Regions from separate parts of the Sus scrofa genome. Here region 1 is linked to region 2. A link is a contact called in public HiChIP or PLAC-seq data. All regions are on one chromosome and are shown on one strand. The core of a region is the stretch at or near the end of the contact, and the rest is flanking DNA. Distances in the headings are between cores, read along the strand shown. Region 1 overlaps KIF3C (kinesin-like protein KIF3C). Region 2 overlaps KCNK3 (potassium two pore domain channel subfamily K member 3).

Region 1 (6,821 bases), core at 3,935-6,434, 690 kb after region 2:
AGCTCAATGGGTTAAGGATCCAGTGTTGTCACTGCTATGACTTGAGTTCAGTCTCTGGCTCCTGAATTTCCACATGGCACAGGCATGGCCAAAAAAAAAGCTTTTAAAAAGCTTCTCTCTCTCTCTTTTTCCCTCTTCACAAAAATAAAATAGTTTGCATATACTGAGAAACCATTTACAGATTTTAAAAATTAAAACTGCTATCTTAAAAGAACTTAAAAATTTGGGGGGGGGGAGTTCCCATCGTGGCACAGCAGAAACAAATCCCAGTAGGAACCATACCATGAGGTTGTGGGTTCGATCCATGGCCTTGCTTATTGGGTTAAGGATCCTGGGCATTGCCATGAGCTGTCGTGTAAGTCGAAGACACGGCTTGGATCCCAGGTTGCTGTGGCTGTGGTGTAGGCCGGCAGCTACAGCTCTGATTGGACCCCTAGCCTGGGAACCTCTATATGCTGCCAGTGTGGCCCTAGAAAAGACAAAAAAAAAAAAAAAAGAAAAAGAAAAAGAATCCATGCTACACTGGTGAAGACGCCAAATCTTAACCACTGGACCACCAGGGAACTCCTCTTAATAACTTTTAGAAAGAAAGAAGTCCTCCAGAATACATCTTTGCTTATTGCTGAACTATTTATTGCCTTTCCTAGCCTCTTATTCCTCTTTTTGTTTTAAAGGTGAATTTATGCTCTTTACATGCTCTGTTGTGGGCCGCAGAAAGCCCCCTGTTCTGGGTGGGGCACCGTGGAGGTAGTTGCCTGTAATGTTATTTTCCCACCTTTGCTTTTTCTTCCAATTTCCATCCGAATCCCTCTTGCTCTGGGAAGGTAATGCGAAGTGAGAAAGAGGCCGTGTTTTCTTTGCCATTAGGAAGCCTGAAAATTGAGATCATTCCTCAAAAGCTGCCTTCTTTACTTACTTACTCTGCAGTGTTTTCCACACTCTGGTGAGAACCGGTCTCAACACACATACCCATGTGATGAAAATTGACCTAAGTTGCATATGGTTGCTCCCCAGCCTGTGTTTGTGCATCTACATCAGCAGCATTTCTAACTGGAACCCAAAGGGACTGTGTTGAGGCATTGGTGGTTTAATGGTAGAATTCTTGCCTCCCAAATGGACTGGGTTCCCTTAAAATGGTACATTATACATATAAAGATATAATCCATTCTCAAGATTTTTCAAAATTATGGTTAAGTGTATTTACAACTTAACCATGCTGTTTTATGCAGAATATGTATGTATTTCCTTGGTATACATACAGAGTGTATATTTTGTGTAGAAAATATCAAGCTATATCTGTGTCAAGATAAAAAGTATTAGGAGTTCCCTTCGTGGCTCAGTGGTTAACAAACCCCACTAGGATCCACGAGGTTGGATGCAGGTTCGCTCAGTGGGTTAAGGATCCAGCGTTGCCGTGAGCTGTGGTGGAGGTCACAGTCGAGGCTCGAATCCGACGTTACTGTGGCTTCCGTGTAGGCCAGTGGCTACAGCTCCAATTCAACCCCTAGCCTGGGAACCACCATATGCCATGTATCTGGCCCTAAAATAGCAAAAAAAAAAAAAAGTATTAAGGCAATTGTGACATCACAGTGTTTTCCACTGTATTTAAATACAATCGATATAAACAAGTGATATAAATTTCTTTAAGAACAAATTCCAGGAGTTCTCTTGTGGCTCAGCAGGTGGAGGATCTGGTGTTATCACTACAGTGCCTCAGGTTGCTGCTGTGGCATGGGTTCGGTCCCTGGCCCGGGAACTTCTGCATGCTGCAGGTGCAACTAAAAAAGGAAAAAAAGAAAAAGAGTCCAATAAATAAGTTACTTCAAAAAGACTTATTTTAAAAACACCAGGTAATGGAGCTCCCGTCGTGGCTCAGTGGAAACGAATCTGACTGGTATCCATGAGGATGCAAGTTCGATCCCTGGCCTTGCTTAGTGGGTTAAGGATCCAGTGTTGCCCTGCGCTGTGGTGTAGGTCGAAGACGCAGTTCTGATCTGGCGTTGCTCTGGCTGTGGCGTAGGCCGGAGGCTACAGATCCGATTAGACCCCTAGCCTGGGAACCTCCTTATGCCACGGGTGTGGCCCTAAAAAGACAAAAAAAAAAAAAAAAAAGCAGGTAATCAACTCTATGCTATTCTGAATTACTACTACAAATTATTTTCTTTTTTTCAATGTCACTGTCCATTGTCTGATAACTGCAATAAATAATATTTATCTAGGAGATCCTGCTGAGTAGCATTGAGAACTTTGTCTAGATACTCATGTTGCAACAGAACAAAGGGTGGGGAAAAAAATGTAATTGTAATGTGTACATGTAAGGATAACTTGATCCCCTTGCTGTACAGTGGGAAAATTAAAAAAAAATAATAATAATAATATTTATCTTAGGACCTTTAAAGAATCACGAAAATACAAAAGAAAAGGCATAATATGAAACAAATTTTTTTAAAATTTTATTTTTGTGTTTTTAGGGCCACGCCCATGGCATATGGAGGTTCCCAGGCTAGGGGTCGAATTGAAGCTGCAGCCATCGGCCTACACCAGAACCACAGCAACTCAGGATCTGAGCCTCGTCTGCAACCTACACCACAGCTTACAGCAATGCTGGATCTTAACCCACTGAGCGAGGCCAGGGATCGAACCCACGTCCTCATGGACACTAGTCAGGTTCATCACCACTGAGCCACAGCAGGAACCCCCTGAAACAAATTTTTTTAATTAAATTTTTTTTTAGCAGCAGTTGGTGGTCAAAATGAAGTCAGAACACTTCCCTCCTAATTGAAACTCCCAAGGGTGATTGTGACTCAGCACAGAGAGCCCCAGGGTAGCACTGCAGTGTAAGAGTCACTGGCCTGGACCTCCTGGATCATCTGCCCCCAGCCCCTCCTTTCAACAGGGGAAGGCTTGGGGTGGGCGGGGGGCAGTGCTTGGATGCAGCTTCACCCATTTTGAGGAGCCCTGAGGTCTGAGGCTATAGAACAAAATGCGTCTCTGGGAGGAATCGGGTCCCACTGTTTGCAGCAGAGCTTAATCAGGGCTGAAAACCTCTTTCTTCCCAAAGCATATTTAACTAATCAAGCCATTGTCCCACATGCTCAAGTCAAGTGTGGAATATTTTGTTTCACTTGAGCCTGTGGTATTCTGGGGATGAGAACACTGATGGCTGCTCAAAGGGAGAAGAAGACAGCATTGTCAGAAAGAAATTACCTAATGTCATGCTGTCCCTTTTGGTGGAAAACACCCCCCGGCCCACCACCAAGCATTTACCCCACATGCTCTTCCCGGCAGCTCTGTTGGGGAGTTCTTGAAACACACTCTGCTCTGCTCCTGTCAACTTATTTTGGAGGTCTGTCCCATTTTCTTTTTTCTCCACTATCTCTGTGCCATGGCTTGTTGATACCCAGTAACTTCAGGTGCGGTGCCTTCCACAACCACAATTTTGTGTTAGAGTTTCTTTGGGGGACAAAAAAAAGAAAATTTCTGCAGCCATCTGCAGCAACCACTATTTTACAAGTATGACCTTTTATTTTTGCTTTTTCATAATAGACTTCATTTTTTAATTGCGTTTGTTCAAAACTGCCTTCTAAGGGTTGTGTATTTGGCAACGTCTGTAGCCCATGGTTTACAAAGTTCTGTTTGTAACTTTAGCCCTTTGGCCTTTGCAATCTCTGCCACCCTGCATTCTTTTCAGAGGCTTCATGGTGCAGTAGAGACTGCATTTGGGACTTAGAGCATTCTGAATTCTAGCCCCTGCTCTGCCTTGGGAAGGTTGTTTAACCTCTCTGAACCCAGGTTTCTTCACTTGCAAAGTCAGGACGATAAAGTAAAATAAAAATCCCTGCAGGGTGGTCGAGATTGAAATGAGATGATGTGTGGGAGGCTGTAGGTCAATACTTGGCACAGAGGAGATGATCCAGAAATGGTTCCACTCCTACCAGTAAGCCAGTAGGATGATTGTGGGGGCTCTGGGGAAACCGGCTTGCCGTCATCCCTTAGAAGTGCCATAGAAGGACAATGCAGTGTGTTGCTTTTGTTTCAGATGTTGATTTATTTATTTATTTTATTTTATTTTTTTACTTTAGCACCACACCCACGGCATATGGAGGTTCCCAGGATAGGGGTCAAATCAGAGCTACAGCTGACCGCCTACACCACAGCCACAGCCACAGCAACACAGGATCCTTAACCCACTGAGTGAGGCCAGGGATCAAACCCGTATCCTCAAAGATACTAGTTGGATTCGTTTCCGCTGATCCATGACAGGAATTCCAGATTTTGATTTTTTTTATACAGGCTGCCTCCAAATTGAGAGAGGGAGAGAGAGGGAGAGGGAGCGAGGGAGAAGCCGGGGCGGGGGGGGGGGGGGGGGGGGAGAGGGAGAACGCCAGCGCATTCCTGGCTCTAAATAGAATCGGGATAGAAAGTTACACTGGTTTCATTACAGAGGCAACGTTTACCTCAGTCAGAACATTCTCAGCTCTGGGTTGAGTCCCTAGATTCATTCACAGGCCCAGGACAGCTGCAGAAGAATCTGCAACAGGGCACAGTGTCTGCCTTCCCAGGCAGGTTGTGGGCCGTGTGAAGGGCCCCTGGGAGAGGAGCGGGATCTTATTCGCGCAGGGGATGCTGCGAGGTGGACAGCTGACCTGCAGGGCCGAAGGGGCCCGATCATGCAGAAAAGTCGGATTTGCTGCGGCAGGTGCTTGTAAAGGACTTGGAAAATACATCCTGTGAGGCTGGCTGCTGGTTCTCAGGGCAGGAGAGGGAAGGCGGCGAGCTGACCGAGCTGGTAGTGAGATTGGGGTCAGCCTCTGCCGTGAGGCTGAGAGAGGGCTTTTTAACAGTAAGGGAAGAAAGAAGACTGTGATAGCAGCTGTGTCGAGGGAGGGTCCTAAGAGAACGCTGAAGGATCTGCTAAGCACAGGATAACTGGGTTTCTTTCGGCGGGGGTGGGGTGGGGGGATGAATACATGCAGAGCCAGGCCTCCACTCAGGGGCTGTCAGCCACAACTCGCTTACTACAAAGGGATCAATCAGGGCAAGAAGGCCTGGAGCAGAAGAGAGGACATGGGAAGTTCGGTGTCCCAGTTACAGACTCCCCTCCCCCACCCCCTTCTGCCTGCCCGCCACCCAGAATAGCCCTGGCATCTTTATTGGGTCAGGCTGCCAATTCACGCTCATCCACTGCTTTGCTCGCCCAGCCCTGTCCCCCTGTCCTGTTCCCAGAGCTTGCAGCCTGCAAGGGACATGCAGGCCCAGACTGTTCTGTGGGTGCTCCCTCAAAGACAGCCCAGCATCAGAAGAAGAGTATTTGGGAAGGTTCAGTTCTGAGCCTCTTCCCAGTTGTAGGACTTTGGACCCTAAAGGCACTTTGCTTTCTGAGCCTCTTGATCTGCCCTGTCTACACCTCAGGAGGTTGCTGTAAAGCTCCAGTGGGCATAGATGCTCCTTGCAATTGCCAAGTTGTTCTGTGACGGGTGTTCCTGCTCCCTCCCTCAGCGCTGCCGCTGTTCCTGGGCACAGCCCTCCCACCTCTCAGAGGGTGCGCAGCAGCAGAACAAACCGGGGCCTCTACAGCCTCATCCTTCCTTGTTTTCAGCTGTGAAGAGGGGTCAGCAGGGGCCCGACGTGGGATCCAGTGCTTTTGTATGTGCCCTTGGTTAAAAACCCCGAGAGTGTTGCTTCTCATTCCTCTGTGCTGCAGAAGGCAGGCGTTGCTCTGTCGGCTCCTGTACGGCTTGTTCTACTATTCAAGGACAGAATGTCCTATCTCTGAATTACCCAGCCTGTTTCTTCTCTTCTGTCTTCTAACTGTCTGCCTTTTGGCTTTTTTCATTGCTCATTTGTATCCCTGCTTGAAATTAGCACATGGAATTGAGAATAAATAGTCATCGCAGCTGCCATGTGTGGAGCCCTTCTGTGGGGTACTGTGCTGAGTGATTTTCTGGATTAATCTCAGCCATTCTGTTTGATAAGAATGAGATAGCTAGGCTCAGAGATCATAAGCCACTTCCCAAGGTAACAGAGCTCTAAGGGGTAGAGCCAAGTTCAAACGCAGATCTGTCTGACTCCAAATCCTGTACTTTTTTTTTTTTTTTTAACAAGAGAAATAAAAGCAAGTTTATTGACATGCATACCTTGTGTACACATGGAAGCTGCCCAGGGTAAAATGACAAACTCAGGAAATTCCTGTTGTGGCTCAGCGAGTTAAGAACTTGACATAGTGTCGGTGAGGATGCAGGCCTCACTTCGTGGATTAAGCATCCACTGAGTCACAGATGCGGTCACAGATGTGGCTCAGATGTGGCATTTCTGTGGCTGTGGCATAGGCCAGCAGCTGCAGCTCTGATTCAACCCCTAGCCTGAGAACTTCCATATAACACAGGTGCAAAATCCTGTATTTTTTTTTTAATGTAAATAACTCTCTTGTTTTCTGTCTTTTTTGTGTGTTTGCTTTGAGTAGTAAAATTCCTCACACTCCTTAAGTTGCTGAAAGTAAAATGTCTAACATACCATGAGTCGGCCAGGAATATAGAGCAATGGAAACGTCTTCATAGATACAGCCACTTTATTTTATTTTATTTTATTTTTTGTCTTTTTGCTATTTCTTTGGGCCGCTCCCGTGGCATATGGAGGTTCCCAGGCTAGGGGTCGAATCGGAGCTGTAGCCACTGGCCTATGCCAGAGCTACAGCAATGCAGGATCCCCTAGCCTGGGAACCTCCATATGCCGCGGGAGCGGCCCTAGAAAAGACAAAAAGACAAAAAAACAAAAAAAAAAAGTAATTTGGAGAGTTCCGTGGTGGGTCATCAGGTTAAGAA
Region 2 (5,894 bases), core at 670-3,169:
GGGTGTGTCATCTTTGAAGGGTGATGTTTTTAGATGACGCCCCCTCCCCCCCAGGTTCTGAATAAGAAACGACATGTCCTAAACAGCTCTGCGACTTCTGCCAAATCTTTGCTGACGACATGAACCACCCTGGGGACAGGGCAGTGAGAGCGTACTCTTTGGGAGCCACCAGGCCTGGGCTCAAAGCCCAGCTCTGCCACCAACTCCCTGCCTGATCTTGGCAAGTGAGCTGTCCCAAGCCTTGGCTTGAGTTGACGCATAACAGGGAATAAACTGTGTATTTTGTAACGTCATGGCCTGCACTTAGAGAAGGACTTAAAAGCTAAGCTCCTTTTAGAGTTTATCGAGGGGGAGGGATCAACCTTCTCTCTCCACCAGATGGAGATTTCACCAGATCAGCATTTACCGAAGCCTGCTCTGTGGGACCCAGGACGCGAGGAGACATCTCGCTCGCGGAGGGCCTGGTGCTGGGAGCGAGGGTGGGCCATGCTGGGTTAAGCACAGCCACGCTGGGCTTTTCAGCGCGTGGCCCTCATGTGCAGAGACTTGGGAAGCTCCACGCGTGAGCGCCTCGTGCAGCGTTTCTGCAGAGTCGTCTGCCCAGGGGACTCTCTTCCCACAGGGCACCCCACGGGACACATTTGGGGAAGAGCTGCCATCACATACGTCCTTCTCTCTTAGCTCCCAGGAAGCTTCTGTCTCCACTGGAGGCTCACACAGAGTAACCACATCAGCCGGGATCTGGGTATATTTATACCCCGCCCCACTCTGCGGTGCTGCTTTTTCTATTTTTGTTTTGCTGTACATGTATTTTTCAGTGCAGGATGCCTCAGAGGCTTCGGGGAAGTGAGGAAGGTGGGGGTGGCCTCTTCTGGAGATGGAAGAGCCCACACTAGGACCGTGGGTGATTCTGAGCCCTCAGGAGCGGAGCGCAGTTCACCGTGGCCGTGATTCTGCCTGTCCCTCGGAAGACTGGGGTGACGCAGTCCTTAGGGACTCCTTGGAATTCTGATTATTTTGCCCCCCGGGAATGAAGGAAGAAGGGCAAGTGTCAGCAGGTGTATATCCTGCAGGAACCACTTAAGAAAGTCAAAGCCACCCTGGACTGGACACTGCTGACCTCAAAAATGACACTGTTTCTTGACGTAGCTGTCTTAAGTCTGTCCTAAGAAAGACAGAGACAGATAGGCTGTGGGCGGAAAGCCCTGGCTTTTGAGGAGGTGGTCTCAGGTGCGAGGGAGCCAATCGGAGTCAGGGCCAGTTCTGCCATGGGCACCCCCAGGAGCCAAAGCCCAAGCACTGTGTCCCAGGAGCCTGCCTGCACCTGCAGGGAGTGGCCAGGAGCACTGTCACACAAAGGCTGGCTGTGTCCTGCCTCTTGAAGTGGCCTCGACTTCTTTCTTTGACCCCTGAGTCCCCAGGAAATAAGTCTCCCTGTGTATCTTTCAATTGACCTATGAGGGTAGGTGGGATAAAGTGCCCCCCCCCCCCGTCTTTCTCCAGTGTGTTTCGCTCTGCTAGAAGCAAACCATTAGCGGGGAGGGAAATCAGTGTAGTAGGCTGGAGAACGGGAGCTGGAGTAGAAAGTATTAGGATGCATCGGCTGCAGTAAGGGTTAAGCACTGTTTCATGGAAGAAAGACAGAGAGATAGTTAGGCATGGGCTGTGGTAGCAAAGGCTACTGTGGGCTGTACTCAGTGGCACCTGGAAGTCACCAGCTAGCAGATTCCAGGCACTGGCACCAGCAGGCAGGCTGCATCTGCTCTTGGGTCTGTTCTGGGCTCTGGGACCCTATCCCAGGCTGAGTTATCCCTCCACGCCCAGACAACAACGTGCCCCAAAGAGAGGTGCTTGCAATGTTCTTTGCCCCTGAAGTGCACCTGCTGCTGTATCTGCAGACCCGCGGGGGGGATGGCCGCTCCCTGGCAGTGCCAAGGGTATACGATGACAGAGGCAGCTGAGCCTGAGCCTGGTCTCCATGGACAGCATTTATTAGGCGCCATTCTCAGTGTGAAGACAGATAGGCAAGGAGGGGCTGAAGGGAGGCCGTGGCAGCTGCGGCCTTTGGGGTCCAGGGGCTGCCCGGGGTGAGGGTGTGGGCGTGGGGGCAAGGCACCCACGCCTATTGCATATTCTGTGGCAGTGTGCCCAGGCATAAGGCATTGGGGAAGCAGAAAGGCTGCCTGCAGTGGGAGGGGCTGAGGGGGAAGCAACACTGACCTTCCAGTTCCCTGGGAAAGACCCGGCTGGAGACCGAGCAGGCGGCCACGCTCTGCCAGGCCGTTTGGCCACCTTCCCCACCATCTCTCTGTAACTTTGGTTGTGGCTCCCTCGGGACAGACGGGACAGGACCCCTCGAGGGCAGGGTCACACACAGGACAGAGGCAGCCAGCACTGCCCCGCACCGCCCCCATAAACACAGAGGGCACCCCTGGGTCCTTCTCTCTGCGGCGCCCGGGCAGCCAGCTCCTCCACACTAAGACGGGACTCACACACAGGCCCGGCCAGACTTCCCTCCCAGGGGTGCCCAGAGGCCGAGCAGACGGCTGGGGTGGTGGTGGGGTGGGGGGCGGTGCTGAGGCTGATCACTCTGTGGGCCCCCACTTCAGCTTCCCTAATGCCAGGGCTGGCCTTGCTCAGCAGAGCTAAGGAGCTGATATGGGGACGGTAAGAAGGGGTGGCATCCAGGGGAGAGACCCCTCACCCACTCCTTGATGCTGTCGGGTCACCGTCCCAGCTCCGCCCCCGTGGTACCCAGGGTTTCACCTCCACCTGCCGGAAGGTAGGTAGGTGGGCACATCTGGGAGAGGTGCTCCTGGCTGCAGCTGTAGCTTTTCTCTAGCTACTCGGAACACAGGCACCAACGCTGGCTGTGGGGCCAGGGCTAATGTCCCAGTAGGATACGCCTGGTGGCTCTTTAGGCCGCTCTGGCTGATTCCCAAACTCCTAGAGCCCTAGCTCCTGGCCTTTCTTCCACGAGACCCAGGCCTGCTTATCTGGTTCCTAGGATGCCCGTTTGTAAGCAGACAGTCCAGAGACGAAGGGGTCCTACCCTGCCTCAGCAGCTCATTCAGAGCCCTGCCTTGTGGTCAAGCGGAGGAGTGGCTGAGCCCGGCACTGGCTCAGTCCCGGGCTCTGGTTCTAGTCTAAGGCCCAGTTGACCACACAAGGCCAGGGCGCGTAGGCCAGGAACTCTGCTTTCAAGAGCGGGCAGGGGAGTCGGAAGGAGAGAGCACGGAGGCTCAGAACAAGCAGCCTGGGTTCTTGCTTCCCTTTGCCTTTCGCTACTTGTGTCACCTTGGGCAAGTCACTTCACCTGTCTGGGTCTCAGTGTCATCTGTAACACGGGGTTGAGAACCCCTGCCCCGGGGACCTAACTGGGGTGTGGTGAGAGTCGAACGAACCCAGTAGTCAGGACAGGGTTTTCAAACTCACTCCACAGACCTAAGAATTGGTAATTAGCAGCAGCGGCCAGGGATGGAGAGCAGGAAGTGTTCTGTTTGGTACTAAGGGCAGTGTCTGGAAGGCTGGACTCCCCTGGCCCCCCAGAAGGGTGTGACTGGAGGCCAGTTAGCTCTCACCTTCCCGGGGACCACCCGGCAGACCGGAGGGCCCCTGCCTCCCCCTTCCCTTCTCTGCCCCTCCTGCACCCCGGCCTGTCCTTGCTTCCATCTGCCTGCCTTCTGGGACTAGCTTCAGAGACGGCAGAGTTTCCATTTCCTCCATAACTGCAAAGCCATGCAAAACACAAAAGGGAGTGGGAGACGGGGAGACACCGCTGGGGATGAGGAAGAAGAGTGGGACCGAGTGGGGGTGACCTCGACAAAGACACCTTGACATCTGGAGCCCAGGGAAGGTGGGAGACCTGGCAGGACAGAGGTATAAATAGAGATGCAAACGGACAAGGAACACGAAGTTCCCTCCGGGAGGAGGAGGGGGAGGGGGTGGTGGTCTGGATACCAGCAGGGCCTCTGCGGACTGGGGAGCTCCTTATGTTTCCAAAGGGATGGGAGGCTCCCAGCTTCTGTCTTTCCTCCCCCGAACCCCCCCTCCCCCAAGTTTCACATTTCTCGGAATTTGCAGGGCGCAGTGGGGGCTCCAGGGGTCCTCAGAGCCCGGGCACCTGCGGGCTGGTTCAAGCAGGCACAGTTGGAGATGGGGGGCGGGGGGGGGAAGGTTGTAGGGATGTAGGGGCACCCCAAGGGGCCGAAGGCGGCTAGGGCGGTCTTCTCGCAACCACCCCCGCCGCTGCTCCTCCGGGCAGGAGGCCCCCGCCCGCGCTCCCGGTCCTGCAGGCCCCGCCGGGCGTTCACACGGAGCTCCTGCGCTTCATGAGGCCGCGGAAGGTGGACAGGCTGTGCAGGCCCGTGGACACGGAGCTGATGGCGGAGCGCTGCGCCCCGCTGCACAGGCAGCGGTGCGAGGGCGTGTCGCTGTAGCGGCCGCCCCCTCCCGGGGACGAGTGGCTCTGCTCGACGCACGTGTCGGACGTGGAGAGGTCCCGCGGGATGATCATGGGGATGGAGTACTGCAGCTTCTCGCGGCTCTTGTACCAGAGGCACGAGCACATGGACTGGAAGTGCAGCACCTCGGCGTAGACGTTGCGGAAGCCGCCGCCGCCGCCGCCGCCCGCCGCCGCCGTGGACGAGGCGGTGTCCGTGGTGTGCGCGCTGCCACCCGCGCAGCCCGCGCCGCCGCCTCCGCCCGCCTGCCCGTTGCGCGTGAGCAGCGCGCGGTGCTCGGCGTCGCGCTTCTCGTCCTCGGCGTTCATGGTCATGAAGCGCAGCACCACGAGGTTCAGAAAGGCGCCGATGACCGTGAGGCCCGTGAGGATGTAGACGAAGCTAAAGGCCACGTACTGCGGCTGCGTCTGCAGCGCCTGGTCCTTCTGCAGCGCCACGTAGTCGCCGAAGCCGATGGTGGTGAGCGTGATGAAGCAGTAGTAGTAGGCCTGAAAGAAGGTCCAGTGCTCGTAGTAGGAGAAGGCGGCGGCGCCTATGCACAGTGTGCTAATGCACGAGAAGAAGCCGATGAGCACCATGTTGGCCATGGACACGTCGGCGCGCCGCATGCCCAGCCCCCTCTTGGCGCGGTGCAGCAGGTACTTCACGAAGGTGTTGATGCGCTCGCCCAGGCTCTGGAACATGACCAGCGTGAGCGGGATGCCCAAGAGCGCGTAGAACATGCAGAACACCTTGCCGCCGTCTGTGCTGGGCGCTGCGTGGCCATAGCCTGGGGAAGACGGGGAAAGAGAAGAGGAAGCACTGGCTAAGGGGCTGCCCGTTCAGAAACCTGCCTTCCTCCCCCTTTCTCTCGTCTTTCCTACCCCCTTTCTTTCTTTTGGCCCGAGGGAAGACAACACACAATTATGGGCGCATCCTTGTCCCCAGGCGCTGTGCTAGTTCCTTGCTGATGCCTTCTCATTTACTCTCATGACTCTCCGTGGGGAGAGTAGGAATAAAGGGGGAAACTGGGAGGGTTGGGTGACTTTTCCAAGGTCTCATTGTTTGGAAGCAGAGCAACCTGCCTTTGAATTAGAGGCAAGGTGGCTTCAAAGACCTGGCTGTTTTCTATACCCAGAAAAGGAGCTGACTCGTACTGCTGTTGGCAACTTAAGTCTAGAGGCAGTATGGATAGAGGGAACGGTACCGGCGAGTCAGTTGGGAGACCTGGGTTTTGGTTTAGTGTCTGTGGGCTTTGGACCTCTTCCGTGTCTTTCTGGGCCTCTGTTTCCTTGACTGTAATGGGTGGAGGTTGGACCAAACGAGTTCTGACATTCTGGGATTCAGTGTGAAGGGGGGAACCTGGGGCACAGATGCGTCTTGATGACTTCCTTAATTTCAGCCAAAGCTTAGGATGGTAGTTCGAGCCTGGGGCCCTCCAATCTCCCAGAG

What was found. HiChIP or PLAC-seq counts read pairs in DNA pulled down with a chosen protein or histone mark.
Region 1: an H3K27ac HiChIP or PLAC-seq map of skeletal muscle shows a contact between it and region 2. The contact joins two enhancer-like sites. A contact is called at or near these places in 3 of 47 Hi-C or Micro-C datasets (embryonic fibroblasts, heart right ventricle and mesenteric adipose tissue) and 1 of 2 datasets of contacts at active chromatin or transcription factors (skeletal muscle).

What each region holds. Positions count from the first base shown.
Region 1 is chr3:113,001,942-113,008,762 of Sscrofa11.1, forward strand. The region is part of intron 8 of KIF3C (kinesin-like protein KIF3C); the gene reads left to right. Among named protein-coding and RNA genes, the nearest start is that of ASXL2, 39 kb to the right of the region's middle. Within about 2 kb of position 5,185, at least 24 of the 83 cell types and tissues checked have an H3K27ac peak or open chromatin away from gene starts, as enhancers often do. A contact at or near this core is called in skeletal muscle, where this site is marked.
Region 2 is chr3:112,318,447-112,324,340 of Sscrofa11.1, forward strand. KCNK3 (potassium two pore domain channel subfamily K member 3) reads right to left here. Exons shown (of 2, transcript NM_001315680.1): 2 at 4,000-5,232. The coding sequence ends at 4,310. Among named protein-coding and RNA genes, the nearest start is that of SLC35F6, 25 kb to the left of the region's middle. Within about 2 kb of position 1,920, at least 4 of the 83 cell types and tissues checked have an H3K27ac peak or open chromatin away from gene starts, as enhancers often do. A contact at or near this core is called in skeletal muscle, where this site is marked.